Linked DNA regions of Mus musculus: region 1 is linked to region 2. A link is a contact called in public HiChIP or PLAC-seq data. All regions are on one chromosome and are shown on one strand. The core of a region is the stretch at or near the end of the contact, and the rest is flanking DNA. Distances in the headings are between cores, read along the strand shown. Region 1 holds the start of Pilrb1 (paired immunoglobin-like type 2 receptor beta 1). Region 2 overlaps Zcwpw1 (zinc finger, CW type with PWWP domain 1).

Region 1 (2,700 bases), core at 53-2,552, 40 kb after region 2:
GAGCTGAGGTTGGAGCTGTGTGGAGATGCTGCATAGAGGGATCAATTGGAGTCCTTATGTAGGGCCAAGAGAGTCAGCTACATTCTGGAGAAGTTTATTCAGCTTGAAGTCATGTGTGAAAGCTGGCAGGAGAGTAGTCAGATTTCGAACAATAAGGGAGTGAGCAGGAGGGAAGGACAGATGCTAAAGCTTAGAGTCAGGTGTGGTTCTGTGTCTGCAGAGAATGACAAGACCATAGCAGAGGTAGCAGAGAAGGCTAGTCACAACCACAAGGGAAGTGCTGTTGGCAGAGGTATGGGCAGTGCCAAGGGAAATGAATATGAAAGGAAGCTCAGAGTTGTGAAGCCTGAGGTGACAGGCACAGGACAAGGAAGCCACAGACATCAAAGCCCGAGCCAAGGTGACTCACCTTGGGTCACGTTGAGTTGGGTTCCAGGAATTGACTGCCACAACTTCATGCCTTCTGTCGACTGCAGATTAACTCGACTAAAGTACTGGGCTTGGTCAGACTCCTTCAAGTTCAGGATTCTGAGGACTCCAGATGTCTGACCCTGTGTCCAGTTCAGGATGAGCCGGCCCTTGAAGTGCTCATGTATGAAAGGCAGGGAGGAGTTGTAGATGACTTCCCCATGGAAATCCTTCCATTTCCAGGCTATGCTCATCTGTGGATCCTTGGCCAACTTCCAGGGGAAATAGAAGGAGAAGGGGATGTCGATGGAGCCACCCTGGACTCCAGAGCAGCGTTCAGGTTGGTTGACCCCAAAGCCATTTTTTCTGTTGTATCTTTCTGAATTTCCTGGGAAGGATGGGGAGACTCTGAAGCCACTGCAGGGGACAGTGACAGGAAACATAGAAAGGACAACACAGAACATTCTGAGACTTCTTGCACAGGCAGGGCTGAGACACAAGGCAGGACTGTCCCTAACGCTAGTGGGACAGGAAAGAGAGTGAAGGGTTGGGTTGGGCTCCCTCTGCAATGTTAACAGACTCTTGGGGCAGAGGGTCCTGGCTGGCTCCTCTAGCAGACACCTGTACACATGACTCCCTACTCTTCCCAGCCCCACTGTCCCCTCCTGAGGTTAAGTCCCTGCTAGTGAGGTCACTACCACTCACCAGCATGCAGACAGCCTGATGAGAGCAGAAGCAGGACCTGAGCCATGGCTGGAGTCCCTCCAGGAAGCGAGATCAGCAAAGCCATCAGGAAGGCAAGGATGCTCTGTCTAGGGACACTGGGGTGCTCAGGAGTCCAGAGAGAACCAGGGTAAAGTGAAACAGATCCCCAGGCATTCACATGTGGAGGACTGAGTTGGGGCAGGACCTCTCCATCTCCACCTCCTTGTGGCCAGCAACTTCCTTTATTGATCTGGCTTCTTCTTTTCCCATGTTGCAGAAGATCCGCCCTGTGGTCACTGACAACATAACTGGACTTTGGCCCAGCCCCCATTGTTGGCTTGGAGACAAGGCCTTGTCCTCAGGAGGCAGGGTTCTCCTCTCTTCCACCTTCATCTTCTATCTTATCTACTGTTTTCCATTTCCTAAGTGGCTTGTAATCTCTGTTTCCCTTCCTCTATTTTTCTTCTATTCTTTCCTTCCCCCTACTCAATCTCTTTCTCATTATGTCTCCCACCATGCTGGTTGTCACATTTCTCTCTAATTATCTCACCTAATGAAGTTGTCAGTTTCTAAATCACCTCAGACACAATGAGGAAGGTGTAATTAGGAAACACAGTAAGTCCCAGGCCCTAGCACAGTAACCTCCCTACCCTGCTCTTCCTTCCCCCTCTCTGTCCACATCGCAACTTGCTCTTTCTTGCCTTTCAGGGAGCCTTCCCAGTGCACAGGCAGAATCAAGGCTTGCCCTGATCTCTGTGGCAGAGCCTCCAACTTCCCTGGGTTTCTTGGACAGTGACTCTAAAGCTACTCCAGTTTCTAAAGGAGCATTTCTGCCTCTCCTCCTCCTACCATAACACTTACTCAGGAGAGGATAACAAGGATCAGAGAAGTCAAGGCACTTGTCACATGACAGCCACATGGCTCATTGACTGGACTTTAGTCACATTGAGTTCTTGGAGTCTTCCATTTCACACAGAGACTTCAGTCTGCCTGCTCAGTACAGCCTCTGAGGAGGCTCCTTCCACAAAGCTCTTGAGTGACTCCCTCTATTTATGGCCACACTAGAAACTTCTTTGGACTAAGTGGGCAAACACAGCTCTGAGCAGCCATGTGTCATTCATGATGTAAGGCCTGGGACATGGCTGACAGTGGACACAGCTGGCCTGTGACTTGGGTAGAGATATGAAAGGTTGGGGCAGAGGCTGTGGTGACCTCAGGGCAGATTCTAAAGAGGTTCATCCTGCCCTTCCCCAAGACATGATGCCATGAGCTCCCTGAAGGGCACAAACACACATGGTGTCAGAGGAAGTGGCATCAATCTCCCTGAGTGACATGTGCAGAGGCCTCTTCCCATTTCCTTAGGTTCCCTGGCATTGATCGCCTTGTTCCTGCTTCCCTGCAGCTGGCTTTGCAGCCTGCCCTCTCTCATGTCTGCTCTCTGACTCCCTTCACAGTCCCCATGGTCCTCAGATCCCTTGTTCTGATCCAGACACAAACAGTCAGGTCCTGACAGTTTGTTTTTATCTGTATTCATAGTACCCTTGGAGACACTGAGGCATAGAGCCTATGGGTGAGTTGGCTCCAGAT
Region 2 (2,700 bases), core at 135-2,634:
ATCAAATCCCTGTGTGAGTCACTGTAGAGAGGGCCCAAAAATGCCATTGGGAAGGAGAGCCCCAAAAGATTGAGAACAGAGTATTGTGTCAGTACCAGGATCTGAAACACCTGTAGCTAATATAATGTCTAAGTCAGGTGTGATGATATACATCTATAATTTAGCACTCAGGAAGCTGAGGCAGGAGGATGCTTTGAGTTTGAGGCCAATAGGCTGTAAGTGAGTGCTAGGCCAGACTGAGCTGTAGCTCAGTGTGATTCTGCCTCAAAAACCAAAAATGTCTGGGGGGGGGTAGTGATATGTTGGGATCATGTGTCTAATATTATTATTGATTATTTTTTCTTTAAAAAAGATTTATTTTATTTTTAATTGTGGGTATGAGCACATGTATGCAGGAACCTACAGAGACTCAGAACTTCAGCTCCCTGAAGCTGGAACTCCTGTGGTAATGAGCTGTTTGGTGTGGATGCTGAGAACCTAGCTTGGGTCCTCTGGAAGAGTGGTCCTTAACTGCTGAGCCAGCTCTCTAGCTCCATATTGACTAATGAAAAAAATTATTAGTCATTTGAAGGTTTCTGTATTGACTATTTTTAAAGGCATATTTATCATCAAGCCTAACCTTCTGTTTTAGAAAAAATGCAAGAACAAGAACTCTAATCAGAAGCTGGAGGCAGCCATAGCGATGGCTCACAGGGCAGAACAGACCAGTATTCAGGTGGGACAATGCTCAGCTCACACCTGCCGGCCCCATTCAGTCCAAAGGCAGCCCACACCTGCAGACTCACTGCAGGGAGCTGGAGGCCTGCCTTCCCTATTGCAGCTTAGATCTCACCCTTTCCTTCCTGGCCTGGTCTCCCTGATGCCTAAGGCATCCACTCCTTTCCCTGCCCTTGGACACTTGGTGTCTTCTCTCAGCCCAAACATAGTTTTTACCCTCAAATTCCTCTGGAAGGAGCAGGGTGGGGTAGAGAGTGACATGTGAGTTTCTCTTTCCTAGTCATTTGTTCCATCATGAATCAACTAGAAAAGAGATTATAATTAATCTCCTTTAAAGGTTCAGATAAAGCTTATGTGATATTTCAAATGATAATGGTTTGGAAAATGAATGCAGCCTTTGTCATAACTAGAATCTAGAAGACAGGGCAAAGCTGTGCCTGACAGGGAGTAGGTGACACTGTTGTCTCTTGATTCCCTAGGAGCGGGTTAACTTGTTTGGTTTCTGGAGTCGATACAATGGAGCTGACATCAGTGAGGAAGGGGAAGGTAGGAAGAGGGATGGAGGGTAGAGAGGCCCCTGCCCCAGGATCCAAGCCTGCACTCTCTGCCCCTGTCCAGATTCTCTTGTGACAGTGACCCAGAGAGATGGGGGAGGGGATGATAAGACAGGGTGTGTGTGAGTCATGATCTGTAGGACCATGGTGACGTGGGACTCTCCCCAGGACTTAGAAGACAGGATATGAAAATGGATTTCCTGAGATCAGCTCAATTCAATAATGTATCTTGGACACCCAGTCTTCCTTCTTTTCCCTTTTCTAGATTTGACTCTCTGTGAGTCCAACAACCCTGAGTCTTGTCTGGAGAAGGAAGAGAAGGACTTAGAGGAGGAGAAGGAGGAGGAAGAAGAGAAGAAAGTAAATCGTAGAGAGAGTTCTTGTGACTTCAGAATTCCTGTAGGGGTGTGGTTGGCATAGATTCATGGTCCCTGTGAACCATCGAGCCTTGGGGCCCTGGCTGGCTGGCTCACTCTCAAGATCTCCAGGAAAGAAGGCTTTCCATCCTCCCTGTGGGACTTTCTAAGCTCTATAGGAATTTCCTTGATTGCAGTTTCAGTTTGTGCTGTGTTTCCCTTGGTCTTTATATAATTCCAGGAAACCCTCAGTTGCTTTTTCCACTCCTTTCTCTGGTGTGGAAACTTCAGATGTCACCCATTTTCTTGGCATCACCTTGAAACAATAATTTTCATGTTCTTGTTTAGTTTACCTTTTTCTTTTTTGTGAAAAAATTATTACCCCATTTACTTACTTGGGCATGGGAACACAGGCCAGAGAGCAAGCTGAGGGAGTTGGTTCTCTTTCCACCATGTTGTCCCTCCAGGTGAACTCGGGTTGTCAGGCTTGGAGCCGCTGCGCCATCTCATAGTCTCTAAGTTACCTCCCCCTGCCTTAGCTTCTTTTTAAGCATTCAATCCTTGCATTGACTGGTACTAAGTAGGATGGTAGGGTGACCACATATTTTTTTTCTCTGCTGCTGAACCAGGTTGCAGTCAAACCTAGTTTAACTTTCTGAGGCCCACCCATTATTCTCTAGCACCCCTTCTAAAAAGAGAATATGTGTGCTAGTGCACTCCTGTGCAGGTGTGCATGCATATGTGTGCAAATGCACATGAGGTCAAAGGTTGTTCTCAGGTATTCTTCAGGTGCCACCCCCATGTTTTTTTTTTTTTTTTTTGTTTTTTTTTGAGGTAGGTTTGTAGCTTGACCACTCAGATAGGCTGGTTAACAAGCCCCAAGAATGTACCTGTTTCCACACCTCCAGCGCTGGATCACAAGTGTGCTCCATCACACCCAGCCTTTCATGTAGGTTCTGGAGAGTGAACTCAGGGCCTCATGTTTGCATGGGGATCACATGACTAAAGTGCCTCCTGGTTTCTAGAAAGAGTTTTGTAATTCAATTTGCTTTTTTCTGTTCTTTCTCTATTGA

Evidence for each region. HiChIP or PLAC-seq counts read pairs in DNA pulled down with a chosen protein or histone mark.
Region 1: a contact with region 2 is called in a BATF HiChIP or PLAC-seq map of CD8 T cells, with 14 read pairs. The contact joins the promoter of Pilrb1 here to the enhancer-like site in region 2. A contact is called at or near these places in 1 of 15 datasets of contacts at CTCF or cohesin (CD8 T cells), 1 of 484 Hi-C or Micro-C datasets (bone marrow-derived macrophages), 2 of 115 datasets of contacts at active chromatin or transcription factors (CD8 T cells and bone marrow-derived macrophages) and 3 of 9 other capture datasets (adipose tissue, liver and pancreatic islet).

The regions. Positions count from the first base shown.
Region 1 is chr5:137,856,747-137,859,446 of GRCm38.p6, forward strand. It overlaps Pilrb1 (paired immunoglobin-like type 2 receptor beta 1), which reads right to left and starts at 1,303. Exons shown (of 5, transcript NM_133209.2): 1 at 1,114-1,303; 2 at 410-796. The coding sequence starts at 1,198. Gm36551 (a long non-coding RNA gene) reads left to right here. Exons shown (of 4, transcript XR_001784998.2): 1 at 1-400; 2 at 652-748.
Region 2 is chr5:137,816,262-137,818,961 of GRCm38.p6, forward strand. Zcwpw1 (zinc finger, CW type with PWWP domain 1) reads left to right here. Exons shown (of 17, transcript NM_001005426.2): 12 at 632-715; 13 at 1,197-1,263; 14 at 1,537-1,631. Among named protein-coding and RNA genes, the nearest start is that of Pilra, 19 kb to the right of the region's middle. Within about 2 kb of position 1,385, at least 22 of the 459 cell types and tissues checked have an H3K27ac peak or open chromatin away from gene starts, as enhancers often do. A contact at or near this core is called in CD8 T cells and bone marrow-derived macrophages, where this site is marked.